Linked DNA regions of Mus musculus: all the other regions are linked to region 1. The links are chromatin contacts, called in public promoter capture Hi-C maps. All regions are on one chromosome and are shown on one strand. The core of a region is the stretch at or near the end of the contact, and the rest is flanking DNA. Distances in the headings are between cores, read along the strand shown.

Evidence for each region. Promoter capture Hi-C pulls out the DNA fragments that hold promoters and counts their contacts.
Region 2: a promoter capture Hi-C map of the C10 cell line shows a contact between it and region 1. The contact joins the enhancer-like site here to the promoter of Atp5e in region 1. A contact is called at or near these places in 9 of 39 promoter capture datasets (the C10 cell line, the HPC-7 cell line, cranial neural crest and 5 more) and 2 of 115 datasets of contacts at active chromatin or transcription factors (embryonic stem cells and microglia).
Region 3: a contact with region 1 is called in a promoter capture Hi-C map of second pharyngeal arch cranial neural crest. The contact joins the enhancer-like site here to the promoter of Atp5e in region 1. A contact is called at or near these places in 7 of 39 promoter capture datasets (the HPC-7 cell line, cranial neural crest, embryonic stem cells and 3 more), 1 of 484 Hi-C or Micro-C datasets (the HPC-7 cell line) and 3 of 115 datasets of contacts at active chromatin or transcription factors (bone marrow-derived macrophages and embryonic stem cells).

The regions. Positions count from the first base shown.
Region 1 is chr2:174,461,682-174,466,423 of GRCm38.p6, forward strand. It overlaps Atp5e (ATP synthase, H+ transporting, mitochondrial F1 complex, epsilon subunit), which reads right to left and starts at 2,420. Exons shown (of 3, transcript NM_025983.3): 1 at 2,284-2,420; 2 at 819-948. The coding sequence starts at 2,315. The coding sequence ends at 822. It overlaps Prelid3b (PRELI domain containing 3B), which reads right to left. Exons shown (of 6, transcript NM_025531.2): 6 at 3,410-4,255. The coding sequence ends at 4,133.
Region 2 is chr2:174,931,091-174,935,832 of GRCm38.p6, forward strand. The region is part of intron 4 of Gm40017 (a long non-coding RNA gene); the gene reads left to right. Gm30591 (a long non-coding RNA gene) reads right to left here. Exons shown (of 3, transcript XR_375380.3): 3 at 4,060-4,742. Among named protein-coding and RNA genes, the nearest start is that of Gm30591, 8.5 kb to the right of the region's middle. Within about 2 kb of position 1,816, at least 13 of the 459 cell types and tissues checked have an H3K27ac peak or open chromatin away from gene starts, as enhancers often do.
Region 3 is chr2:174,779,774-174,784,515 of GRCm38.p6, forward strand. Edn3 (endothelin 3) reads left to right here. Exons shown (of 5, transcript NM_007903.5): 5 at 2,109-4,269. The coding sequence ends at 2,145. Among named protein-coding and RNA genes, the nearest start is that of Edn3, 22 kb to the left of the region's middle. Within about 2 kb of position 2,423, at least 13 of the 459 cell types and tissues checked have an H3K27ac peak or open chromatin away from gene starts, as enhancers often do.

The sequences.
Region 1 (4,742 bases), core at 1,170-3,669:
TCAGAGTATGATGTCTGTTCATTCGAGATGAAGCTAAAAAGTGCTTAGAGGAGAGTTTCAGTCAGGCTTGGAGCACAGGTGTCACGGACTGTGCTACTGCAGAGCTGACACTTTTCAAAAGCACAGAAAATGAAAGCCGAGGAACGTCTCTCTGATAACTTGAGGGGCTTATTTTTGAAGTAACCATGCAAACACAGTAGTGGGGAGATAGAATCAGTCTGGAGAAGTGCATCTGAATTCACTGGACCACCTTGTCCTGGCAACTTCTTACACCCCAACACCTCCGCACAGGGAAACTGAGCCAGCCTCCCTGAGCACACAGGGAGCTCAGCAGAGCAGGACTTGCCTGGGGTTATGAGCCTTCCTGCCCGGATGCTGGGAGAAGGGATGCGTGAGACACCAGCAGCTATGGGGAGGACCATTCGAAGTACTGCCGTCCATGCCTCATGTTCCAGACCGTTACATAACTCCAATAGCAATTATAAGGGGGGGGGGGCATCCTCCCAATTACTTGATTTTGTGCAGATAAATGAACCAGGTTTAATTAAAATAAGATGGCTTTCTATCTCAGGGTTGCTAACTGCACTGAAAAATCAATTTGCCAATTACTGTTTGCCGGGGCTGTACAGGGCTCCCCTCCCTCATGCCAGGCGACCTCTACAACCTGCACACTTGGAATGATCACCCCAGTATCCGGCATCATCCAAGCCCACCGCCCACCGAGAGGCAGACGCTCAAACTAAAGTTTTTGGGTTTGGCTTTATGGCACTTTAAAAACTTTAAGAGGCAACTTGTGAGGAAACCAGTGACTCACTCACCAGCTACTCCTTCTTCGAGACTTTCACAATTTTTATGCTGCTGCCCGAAGTCTTCTCAGCGTTCGCTTTGAACTCGGTCTTCAGGGCATCCCTCACTGCTTTTGCACAGATCTGGGAAAACCGGATGTAGCTGGCAAAGTGAGAGAGGATACGAGGCTGGTTACCAACAGCTGGAATGGCGGTGTCATGAGGTGTGATACCCTGGTTTTCTTTCCATAATTTTGGTTGATTACTAAGGTAAAATTGGACTGAAAACTGGGCAATATCAAACAGGATCTATTCAAAGGAAACAATCGGAACTGTGCCCCCCAGATCAGCTGGTACTTGGCTGGGAGGTCACAATTCTTGGCAGTGTATCTTTTCAGGACTTAGTAATTTAAAATAAGGGTTGGTTGGTTTGTTTGCTTTTTTAAGTCCCACAATGTAGGAAAGATTCCCCAGCCCATTTCTGTATTTAATTGCTTTAATTATATTATTCCTACAACACACACACACACACACACACAATTAGGAAAGCTATTTTGAATTAAAAGAGTGCTTTTCATGGTCAACTATTAAAGGCACTGCTGAAAATATTGGATTTTTGCTCTTGTCTATCGTGAAAACACTTCCTAACCAAGGTTTCCAAACTTCTCAGAGAACATCACCAGTAGCAAACAGAGCTCAGAGGAAACTTCCTGTTAGGTAGATGGATTCACCTGTCAACACTATTATCCCAGAAGATAGCACTTTTCACACTTTTTGAAACCAGAGATGGAGGAGTGGCTGGCTGTTTCTCCTGCTTTAAATCTGTTTGGGGAGCTCAGGAGCAAAGGGTTTAACCTGCAAAGCACCGGGGTAAAAATAATAGCTGTCCTTCAAGCGGCTGGGCGCAGGAAAATAAGGTGATGGACGCCATGGGAGATAGTTTAATAAGAGGCATCAACTGTGAGCCTACCGTCCTTTTGTTCTACACAACTTTGCTTGAACTCTGTCGGGGCACTGGGCCTTCAGCCTGATACCCAGAAAGGTGTTCCTCCACCCAGCACACTAACAAGATGCACTCCCTGGAGCAAGGAAACCATGCACCACCACTCCTAGGCCCACAGCTCGCACCCATCACGGGGCCCCTGCAGGGCGCTCCACAGGTTAGAGGGCTTTCACCTTTTTTCACTACTGGGAAAAGGTCACTAAGGTCACACTTGAAAATGAACTTGTGCGCCCCTCCCTCTGCGCAGGTGAGCAAGGTCAGTGTCAGCGTGGCCAGGTCAAGGGTGCTGTGCACTTGGCCGTCACAGCGATCATGCAGGTACTGTAGGCTACCTCTCCCGAGGAGCAGCCACCTCTGTTTAGGGTCCCTGACCCCATGACCCCGCGAAGAGCCTTGTCCACGGCGACGCCATCTTGGAGGGTGGCCGCGTGGCTTGGCCGTCTCGTACGGCCTGGTGACGGCCGGCCAGGCCTTCCCAACGCTTTCTGGGCGTACCTGAGTCCAGCCTGTCGCCAGTACGCCACCATGGTGTCTCGAGCGGGCGCGTCGGGCAGAACCGCTGGGTCGCTTCAGAGTAGCCTCAAACCGGCCCGGCAGCAGGAAGGTCAGGCCTGAGTAGCGGAAGGGGTGGGGTACGCGGACCTGCCAGTCAGCGCCTCATCCCGCCCTTGCCAACCAGGAGCCAATAGGAGCGCCGGTCGCGCCTTGCCCATTGGCCGAGCGGCTACCGGAAGCTGTGGCCGTAGAGACACCTGGGAAAGCGAGGCCGCTGCATGCCGGTCACCTTCCAGGTGCTGCGGGCAGGGGGCGGGGCCTCCTCGAGCCCGCTCTGAGTGACAGCTAATGTTCCTGTCTGCATGTACCCATGCCCAGGATTCCATTTGTACTCAGGCAGAATTCACGATGGAACCACATTGCAAAGTGGAAATGTATATACTTAAAAAAACATCATCAGGGCATCAGACCCTTCCAGAACAGGTGTAACTCCTAGAAACCGTACCTGACACTTTGTCCAACAATGTTAAGTAGTGCTCTGTTTAGCTGGAACATTCATTCCACTTGTCAAACGATTTTTCCTTTACTTTTTAAAAATCTTTTACAAATGTCCAAAGAATTATTAAACTGAGTAATCCTTTAAAGTAGGAAGCTAAGAACTTGAAGTTGTGGTTTTGTATGCATGCTAACTGGTCTCTTCAGGAAAACCCACCCCATAAAAGGCAAAAGGCAGTCACCAGTCACCCAGGCAAAACTGTACACATCAAAGCCAACACCACTTAGACAATCTCTGTGGCTGTTTTGCAGCCATCCTGAGTCCCCACGGGGCGCAATCTTCTAGGACTTCCCTCAGACCATGGTGTTCCTCCAGGCTCTTCTCATCTAATGCCCTGAGTTAAGGTGAGAAGATCTGGGTCCTAGGTGACATGTGTTGTCTCAAATGATGGACAGCTCTTCATGTAATAAAGCTGTTTTGTGGTCTTAACTGCCTCAAGAAGTACTCATATTCCGATAACCTGACATACCATGTCTTAGCAACTACAAACCCATGACATTTATAAGTCAATGTGAAGTGCTCAGAGATGGGAAGAGCTGCTCTTCTGTCTCAGTGTTCTGTTAAGAGTGATGAGACACTCAGGTAATGACTTTATTTTTTCGGTTAACATAACCAGCCCACAGTACAGCATGCGAAATCACAAAGTACAAATTCAAGGAAGGGAATGCCTTTACTAAGTCACAAAATTTGGCAAATTATTATAGTACCCGTTAATACAATAAAATACTATTTTTGCTGGAGTCATATATTACCTTACTGTTAATTTTCACTCCAAAAATATCATTTAAAAGTACCAAATCCAAACACTGGTTTCCAGCAGGGCAGGTTATTTTATATAAATTAATGTCATTTAAATTTTACAGGTTCTCTTTGTAGAGTGAGTCCCTCATGCAGGCAGTTCTGGTTCACAGCAGCGGGCAGCTGTGGACAGGAGGGCGGCTGGGCTCTGCTCTGGTTGGTCCGCAGCCAGGTAGTGTTCCAGTACCTGGAGCTTTAAGAGACTCCAGATCAACACCAATTTCTTCTAAGTACTTAAACAACAACAACAACAACAGCAAACAAACCCGTTAACTGTTCACATGAACACAGCCTCTCCCAGTCTTACATCCTCCCCTCAGATGATCCCTCTGATTTAGAGGTTCTGGATCTTTTGTTTAGATCAAAAGTCACAGCCTTACCCCACCTCATTAAAAAAAAAGATCTACCTAAAATAATTGTGTCTTTTAAATAACAAATAATATGATGCCAGCTTGAGAGTCCTGGAGCCCTGATGCTGCACACCAATTTCCATTGTCATTTGTCCACCAGTGCTGCCGCTGCCGCCATTGGTGTCCTTATGCTTCCTCTTGCTGATGCTGCCAATTCCTCAATCTCAGCGTTCAGTTTATGTATCACCCACTCCATTGCTTCTCGGCCCTTAAAAAGTGCAACGCATTTATTGTTAGCAACAGTGAAGGTGTGACCACGTTTGGTGTGTGTGTGTGTGTGTGTGTGTGTGTGTGTGTGTGTGTGTTACAGGCTAACTAAACCACAGGGACAGATCTCTTGTCCTCGCTGTCTTTCTCTTTTCAGTTATTATTTACCAAATACCAAATGCCTTGAGCAATTGGCTTGATCCAGAAACAAATTTTATTTTGTATACAGAAGATGTTCTCAGAATCGTACAATTGAGTGGCAGGGTGTCTTGCTGACTGACTGGTTAGCTTGGTCACGCCCCTTTTCTTTTTATATCAACACTGTAAATCAATCATACACACACCTTGGAATCTGGTCTTTAACCCCCCCCCCCCCCCAACTCGCCCTCTTCCTTCCCGTGGCTCTACAGTTTCTTGAGGAATGAAGGGGCAGCCCCCACTCGAATGTTCTTTCTGGATACTGCTTGCACCAAGTCCTTCCCTCCTTC
Region 2 (4,742 bases), core at 566-3,065, 470 kb after region 1:
GGCAATTTTAATTAGTATTTCTCATTTTATAAAGGAAGCTGAGCACCCTGCAATAGGATTCAGAGCCATTTTGCTTGCCTCCCTCTGTGAATCATGTTAATATTAGTTGCTTGCCTTTCTGCCCCCCTTCTTTGATTCGATTAATAGTTTAGCATTCTCTGTGAGGGATAGAATGTACTCCAGGTCCATCTGTGCCAGCTACGTGGATAAAGCTGAGTTCATTGCTGTTGCCGAGCAGCCACGGACACCACTTTGACTTGTTCATTAAGTGATGGGAGGTCAATTCCATTTAATTTGTAACATTTACAAATATCTTGTCTACAAACTGTACGTGTGTGTGCATGCGTGTACACACACACACACACACACACACACACACACACACACACACACATACACACTTCTTTGGGATAAACCCTAGGAACACAATATTGGGCCTGTGATCTGTGTGTTTTCAACTTTATAAAGCTTCCAAGTTCACTGTTGCACATCCAGGCTACAAGCCTGCTACATGTTTTGTTTTTGTTTTTGTTTTTTTTTAAGAATTAAAAAATGCATAAACTTATGTTTCAGTTCCAAACGTAAGTACATATTTGTTAGAGCTAAACTTCCAGCATAAGCTAAAAGCCCCATCTCCATCTTAAACACATTCAAGGATTGCAGAGTGGCCCCAAACCTAAAGCATGAGAGAGCTGCTGAGTAGCTGGGGATTGGGCCTGACTTCCAGCTGCCACGAGGGGGACTTAACACTCCCTTCCCCTTCTTAAGTTGAACAAAGTTCACATTGCAGCAAACCAACTTCCGAACACTTCTGAGGACCCCTAAGTTGCAAATACTAAGTGGGTGGTTCGCGACTTTGGGCCTCTCCAGCTGGACGCCGCCTGCCCCAGGAGCCTGTTAGTCACTAAGTTGCCCTTATTGTTTATGCTGCTGCCCACCCTTTCCATCAACAACAAAAGGCAAAAATAAAAAATTCCCGTCGGATCCGCCATGCTTATCAACTCTGAACATGTGAACTCAGGCACCAGGGGCTTACGCCCTCCAATTTCTCTGAGGAAAGGGGCCCTAATTGCTCTCAGGAATGCAGGGGAGCCCCAGTGGCTCAGGCTACAGTGCTTACCCCAAAGCACTTCCGGCAGCCACTCAAAAGGCATGAAGACATGCCACGCTGCCTACAGAGTACAGGCCTTAAGCTAGGATACAATGGTGCTGTCCAGCTGTGAGCACAGGATCTCCCTGGCATCTTTGCAGATGAAGCAGGAACCCGGTTCAGCACAGGTGAACCATCGCAGCGTGAGTGTGCACACCGTATGAAGTCACTGGTATGGGGAGGCATCAGGAAATGGACTTGAGTTCTCCTCAAACCCTCGGGGGCCAGGTTAAGCTCCTGTTTCCTCAGAGCTACTTGGATGGCCATGCAATATTAACCACAAAGCCAGAGGTGGCTAGTCTAGGGTAAGAAACTAGGCACAGAATGGACCAGGCAGAGGCATCTCCCACCTGACCTGTTAATGTCCTGGTTGGACACAGAGGGCTCTGAGCTCTTAGCTTAGTGTGATGGTCCTCACCAGTCTCGGGCTTGGTTGGCACTGGGGTCTTATGAAGTTGGGTAACAGAGGTGGGACATTGTTCAGCTAGAATATTTGAAATTCTAAAATACGTTTCCACTTTCAAAATGAGCGTCCCGTAACAAGGGCTCTTTAAGTAAGTAGCAAAGCCTCCGGCCTTCTGCAAGATGAAAGCAGTCTTCTAGGATACAGGCCACCGTGCGCCATCTGCCGGGCGACTGGTAGAAGGCACCCGTAACAAATTTTCCGAATCTCAGCTGCAGACTTGGCAGTGGCCACTAGAGGGAACCGTAGTCCCCTGTCTCCCAAAGTGACGTCAAAGTAGTTGAGTTGTTTATCTAATAGGCCAAATTTTAGAAATAGATGCAAGTACTCGTCCATTAAAAAGAGTTGCGTGATTGTTATGTAATGTGATAGAAATTGCACACCTTACCGTTAACGCAATGGGTACAAGCCAGGCGTAGTGATGCGTGTCTCCAATCCCAGCTTCCCAGGGAGAGAGGCAGGTGGATAGCTGTGAGGTGAAAAGCAGCCTGTTAGCCTGTAGCAAATTTCAGGCCAGGCAGGGCTACACAGTGGGACACTGTCTCAAAGCAAATAAGATCAGCTTAGTCACAACCATGTCCACTTTTTAAAGTTTAGTTTCTGTAATCTTTTTGCAGCATACTTCTGTCTTTCCCCATCATCACCATCAGTCTCCGCTGTGCAAGTCTTTCTCTTACCATGCAAAGTGCATTCTTATCCAAAAACAGTTTCCTTTTCTTCAATCTTCTTTAACCCTATACCATACCTGTCTATCTCATACCTATAACATCTCTCTCTCTCTCTTTCTGCCAAGAGTTCCTATAATTATTAATGTTGGTGCATAGTTCAGAAACATTTTAATAAGATAATTTAAAAATTAAACCCCAGGAGGCTGTACCTAAAACTCAGAAACTGTATATGACATGTTAAATATCTAACAGTTATGAACAGAAACACAAACTACATTAACAGTCTTGCATCTTCTTAACCAATTTATTTGCTAAAGATGTAAGTCATTATAACAGACACTTAAAGATAATTTTTTTGTTCAGCCAGATATGTTAAGTCCCAGCACTTGAGGGGCAGAGACAATTGGATCTCTGCGAGTTTTGGGCCAGCCTGATCTACCTAGTGAGTTTCAGGATAGCCAGAGCTACATAGTGATATCCTGTGCAAAAAAAAAAAAAAAAAAAAAAAAAAAAATACAAAATAAAAAATTGAGACAAGGGGCTCTCTTTGTAGCCCAGGCTACCCAGGCTATGCTGAAACCTCATCTGTAGACCAGGTTGGCCTTAAACTCAGAGATCCACCTGCCCCTTCCCAAGTATGAGAACTAAAAGGGGTTAGCTGTTATTCTGGATTACAAGGAGCCAAAGCAGGGAAACGTTTGGCATTTCTTACTTTATTCCTTTTGAACGACCTGTTCACCGGTATGTGAGTTATTTAACAAGTATTTTGCCTCAACTATTTTATATTTCTTTAGAACTAAAAACATAGATGAACGATTGTCCCATGTATATTATTAACACATTAAGGTAATCTGTAAACCTGAAGATGTCTGCAAGCCTTCAAGTGGTTTTTAAAATGATTTTTTTAAAGAGATGGTACTGACAAAAACAATCCTTAAAACAACTAAAGTGCATGTATCTTCATATATATTCACACACACACACACAACATATGTAGTTCACACACACACACAACATACATAGTTCACACACACACAACATATGTAGTTCACACACACACAACATATGTAGTTCACACACACAGCATACGTAGTTCACACACACACACACAACATACGTAAAGCACAGAGATAAGTCATCACTTTAGTCCTTGGGATGAAGTTAGCGTCTGAGAAGGAGGCAATTATCCCATAGGAAAAAAAAATGCACGCTGGGATGGAAGTAATTTCTTAAAATTAATTGATATCCCTAGGGAGTGAGGGTCATTTTGTAGAACCAGGATTGAGAGATAGGTTAAGAAGACAACATCTTGTCCAAAACTGTGCAATTCTGCATGAGCTTAAAAACATTTTAATTAAAAATGTATGTTAGCCTCCCTGAAGAAAATGCTAAGCCTGTTAGCCCTCTGCCTGTAAATGCTCACACACTGACTGGATGTGCCCTCTCTGCCCTTCACCTTTATCCTGCCACCTTAACTGACCTACAGACATGTAGCCAGGCTCAGCCTGAAGAGGTGGTTGGAATTAGGACTTTTTCCCTTGAAATTTTAGTTTTACTACAAATGAAAAGGAAGTTGTGCCGGGCATGGTGGCACACGCCTTTAATCCCAGCACTTGGGAGGCAGAGGCAGGCAGATTTCTGAGTTCGAGGCCAGCCTGGTCTACAAAGTGAGTTCCAGGACAGCCAGGGCTATACAGAGAAACCCTGTCTCAAAACAAACAAACAAACAAACAAACAAACAAACAAACAAACATAAAATTTAAAAAAAGAAACAAAAGGAAGTTGTACCAGTTTAATGGCTTTAGTTTACAAGAACACTTATGCAGAAGCCAGTTTGGTGCACATGCAGGCAGTGCACATTTATGTAATCACATGCGAGGTAGATTTTAGATATCAAGGCCTTGAACATTACTCTCGTTTGGGATTTACAATTCCTGTCATTTACACTGAGAAAAGGAAATGACTCCAAGACCTTTAGCAGACATTTATACATATTATTTTTCATGTCATCCAACCCCAATCAAAACCTTACATTTAGCAGTGTTATACGTTTTGTAAAACATTTTGAAACAGAAATCATATGATTTTTATGTTAACTATGACTGTTACACAAAGAGACAAAATTATAATTAGGGTATATTTGCTACAACTAACATGTATTTACTTCGAACTTGACTTGTTTGGAAGGAAATTTCTATCAAAATCTATGTCTATTACATTACATTTTGTAACTTAATGAAATCTTTATCTTATGACTCTAATGAGTGGTTTTTTTAAACAAGGAATTAGCATTTTAAAATTTTATGAAATACTTGATAGGTCTAAGAGATCATCTTAATGGACTTTCAAAGTTCAGAGTGCTCGTATTTGTAAGGCAGTGTGCATCAGGGGGTTTATTCACATCTATATATCTTCACGTGAGCATTTTCACTGGGCATGCCACGAATAAAATAATACTTTC
Region 3 (4,742 bases), core at 1,173-3,672, 320 kb after region 1:
CCGGGGCAGAGGGTGGGTGGAGAGCTGGCATCTGGTCTCAATAAGTGGCCAGTGGGACTCCAAAGCTCACAGGCGTCCCCACCAACAGACAGTGACGCCTCTTGGTCTGTCAACTCTGGGTGTATATGGTCATTTGTCACCTTCCTGGTCCTGTGTAACCCTTTGGGGTTTTGGAGCATCCCCGCCCTGTGTCCTTCAACTCCAAGGTGATGACTGACAGCTTGGGTCTCATAGGAATGGCAAAACAGTTACCTGCCCTTTGCATAGATCTGAAGGCTGAGCTTATCAACCCTACCTTGGCCTCTACTTCTGTAACCAAGTGATTCCTGTTACATCATTTCTTCTCCATAGAAGTGGGTGTGCCACATGAGCAGTTCCCCACCCCCACCACTCCCAGCTCATTTTGTTATTATTTTAATACCAATCTCATTTTGTGTTTACTGTGTGTGTGTGTGTGTGTGTGTCATTTTCTTTGGTTTTTGGTATGTGCAATCCTGAGGGCTTCCTGAAACCAAGCTGGGCTTATTTGTCACTCTGTCTGCCAGTCAGAAGTCATTATCTATGATTCAGCCGCACGTCTGCAATGGGACGGTAATTTGCGTTCATAATGATAGCCTGGAGGTGGCTTCAGTTCCTGCAGGGAATGATCAAGGGAAGATTAATCCAAGCCCTGCATACAGGAGCTTCCCAAATCCATAAGATGGCTTCTAGTTGTCTAGAGAAAATGGAAGGAAACAGAGAGGCTGAGGTAGCAGCTTGCCTCAGAGAGCATTTGCCAGACCCCAGCTGGTCCCTACCCAGACTCTTCTTCATTCTTTGCCCACTTTATCACTTTTTGGTACCCTCTAGTCAAACTCACGTGGGTGAGAACAGACTATGATTAAAGCTATGCGTCCCTTGTTATCATTTATTAATTTACACATGCGTTCGTTTAGCCGAGATCAGTCACACACCAGCTACATGTTGGATCCTCACTATTCCTGATGTATAGGGGAAGATGCAATAGGTCTTCTTTAGTTTATTTATTGATGGAAGCAGACAGCAGACAAACATACAACACAAACTGAGGCAAGCAAAGGAAATCTGGACAGTAGACCAAGGATAGAAAGAGCTGGGGTGCTGTTGTTTATCATTGGGTAGACAAGGAGCCATCTGTGACCTTGGCACAAAGACCTGTGGGAGGAAAAAACGTGAGCTATGTGGATGCAGGAGGGAGAGGTGTTTCAGACAGGGGTATAGGAGGGAGGCTAAGAATGGCCATCAAAGGCTCCGTGTGCCAAGAAAACACATGATAGCTTCCTCCCACAATGCTGCTGTTCGGATTGTTCTGTCACATGACCAAAAGATGAGACTGAGGTGCTGGAGAGACATTCAACTGTAAATGCTTGTTCTACAAGCAGGAGAATGAGTGTGATCCCCAGCACCCCCACAAAAAGCTGGGTGTGGTGGTCTGGTCTGTGCCTTTGACCCCAAGGCTGGGATGGCAGCAAAGAAGTACCTTGAGGCTCTCTGGACACCTAGCCCAGCCTAAATAAACAGCCCCAGGCCCTCAGGCTTGACACTATTTTTTTTTTTAACAAAAAATGGCCACTAATCCTGAGGAATGATACCTGGAGTTGCTCTCTGACCTTCACAGGTGTGTGTGTGTGTGTGTGTGTGTGTGTGTAAGCATGTCTGCCACCTCTCCCCGATATCCACACACCCACCGCCATCTGTCAAGATAGCTTTCCAGCACCTTTTAATTCACTTAAAGTTCTTAGAAGACACTTCCTGCCAGAGCAGAGTATTTAACTCATCCGGCATCCCTTGCTGCTTAGATGGGAGTTAGTAATGGCCAGAGGCACACTCACAGAGAGGCAGCTACTGCCATCCTTGGCTTGTGGTTATCAAAGAGTGAGCCAACTGCAGGCCTTCTGGTGGCCACTGCTGTAGCTGTAATCTCTTCCCCACCTTTGTGCTCAGCTTCTGAGCTTGCTGAGCCCTGATGAGGGAAGCTTCCAGGCCGGAGACAGCTAGAGGGGTGACCAGGGCCTCCTTTTCAAACTGGAAGAGCTGGTGTGGCAACATGACATCCTTCTTTTTCCTTTTGTTCTCTTTCCTTGAAATAGGTTGATGTCAAGGACAGATAAAGCCCACCGGCCTTAGCTGGATCTAACAGGCCACAACTGATGCTTCTTGCTTCCTGCAGTGGACTTCACCTGCTCTCCCTGCCTGCCCACTCTTCCAGGAAAGAGCCTTGGAGCTTGTGCATACAGAGTTTGAATTTCCACCTCTTTAGCGACAAGTTGGGAATTGGCCTGAGGCAAAAATGAAAGAATGACCCATCCAAAGAGCCCATGCTTACCTGTACACCCTTACCCCAAGAATGCCCAAGTCCAAAAGACCCCAGTTTCCCTAATGGGTAAAATGATCCCACATGTGCCCTGGGGGCCGGATGCCTGAGGCTCCAGTTTCACAAGGAAATTGTTTGAGAGGTATGTTAAGTCAGAAAGCTACTTACTGGCCTTGGCATGACTCCTCTTGGAGAGTAAGTGGACACCAGGCTGGCTCTTTACAAAAGTAAACACACATCCATCTCCTAGAAGATTCAGGACACCCATGTGGCCGGAGCAGGCCTTCTTCTGCAGCCTGCGTGGCCTGAGCAAGTTAGCGAGGCATCTGTGTGCTTGAGACCTGGATCCTAGCTGGGCAGTAGTCTATGAAATTGAATTTCATAGGACTTAGAAATCTTCCACTGTGCTTAATACTCATCAGAAGAGCAGCTCTCAAAAACAAGAAGGAAAAGAAAACAGGAGATCTAGATGTTCATGAGACAAAAAGAGAAATAAACAACAAGACTCCCCCCTCCCCCATATTCTTGATGGTTTTGAACTCTGGGGCACTCGGCAAAGAGCTGGGGGTTCTGCGATGGCCTCTGTGGCAGAGCTCCCAACCCTGCCTTGCAGTAAGCTGCCCTGAGGGGCAGCTTCAGCTCAAGGCTACTGGTCTGGATATCTGCTTTCATGAATAAATGTGGATCCTTGGGGAGTGGCTTCAAAATAAGCCCAAAAACACAAACTCTTTGTACATTATGTAAATTTCTGTTTGTCTATATAATTGGCAACAACTGGGAATTGTAACCTCTGTTCAAAATCTCTTTTAGCTGAGCTCTTTCTTCTGTGTCCGTGGTGAGTATGGGGGTGGGGGTGGGATCAGACTGTGAGTTCCCATGTAAACTCTACTCTGCAGGCCCAGCTGGGAGAGTCTGCCCACCTCCCCACCAGGCCTCATAGCAATGAGAACCTGTCTTTGGGCATGTTCCAAGGGCACCACGTGGAGACACTTTAGCTATTGTGTGAAGTGGAGCCTTAACCAGATGGTAAACTTCAGAGGACCGTCTCCTAAGTTATTACAGGTGTGAACGTGCCTGCTTATTGAGGGTGTGTGAGAGAGTGCTGGTTTGCTGGGGGGGAATGTACAGTTAAGAGAAGTAATTATTTATTGGGGAACTATTTTCTACGTAACTCCTTTATGGGATCTATTAAAAGTAAAGGCACTGTAGATAGATAGATAGACAGACAGAAAAATAGATTTTAAATTGTGTTCAAAAATCCAAACCCATATCTCTTAGTAGCTAGAAATTGTTTAAATCTCATAAGCACTATTTGGCACAGTGGCCAGATTGTATTTCAAAAACAAATCCACTCACTGTGAGAACACTCAGGAGATAAGTCAAATGCATAATAAAAGAAAATCTAAAAGTTTGCTCTGGCTTGCAGGCTTTTCCTTGCACACAGTTACACATTCACTCTTCACAGGCCTCTGGAGAGGACAGGACAGAGCCAGAGTTCTGGATGTAGGATTCATCTAGAGAGGAAAGTATAGACCAAGGCGGGTGGGCAGCTATTGGGAGGAGAGGAGTTTGGGGACCATTTGAGAAGATAAACATCAAAGTGTCTGGAAAAGAAGAAGGAGGTTTGGATGAAGTTGGTGACTTCCTTGGAATGCCTGCTCTTCTACACAACCTTTTCAGGGAGACAACCATGGGCCTATTGCTCAAAGCATCTGAGAATTATCTCCAGAAGTGATCACAGTAGCAAGGCCACACAGGACATAAAAGCAAATGGAAGGGAGGCTGTTTGATAAAAGAGGGAGAGGGGACAGGAGGGCAGAGGGAGGGCAGGAGAGGGCAAGGGGATGAACATTGTTAAAGTATTAATGCAAATGCCATTATAAAAGCATCACTTTGTATGATCCATGCTAATAAACTTTTAAAAAAGATTCTAAAGCATCTACAGCAGCGGTTTTCAACCTGTGGGTCACAACCCCTTTTAGGGAGGTGGTCACATATCAGATATCCATAGCAGATATTTTCATTATGATTCATAACAGTAGCGAAATTACAGTTATAATGTCACACCGGGATAATCTTATGGTTGGGATCGCTACAGCATGAGGAACTGTGTTACAGAGTCACAGTGTTAGGAAGGTGGAGAGTGTTGGTCTATTGAGTCTGGGTGCAAGGATTCTCTTCCCTGTCTCTGTGCCCCAATTTTGAATCCAAACCCATACCATTAGAGAGCTGGACCAAGACAAAGACACAGAAACATCCCCCCAACCCTACCTCCACCAAGACATCCTTTGTTTGGAGTAGGCCTGATCACTATCTAATCTGAGAAAACCCAAGAGCCTCTTGTTTTAATTAAACTCATTTTAGAGAGTTTTGACTCTGATGAATTGAGAGAGTTGAGTACTAATTTATT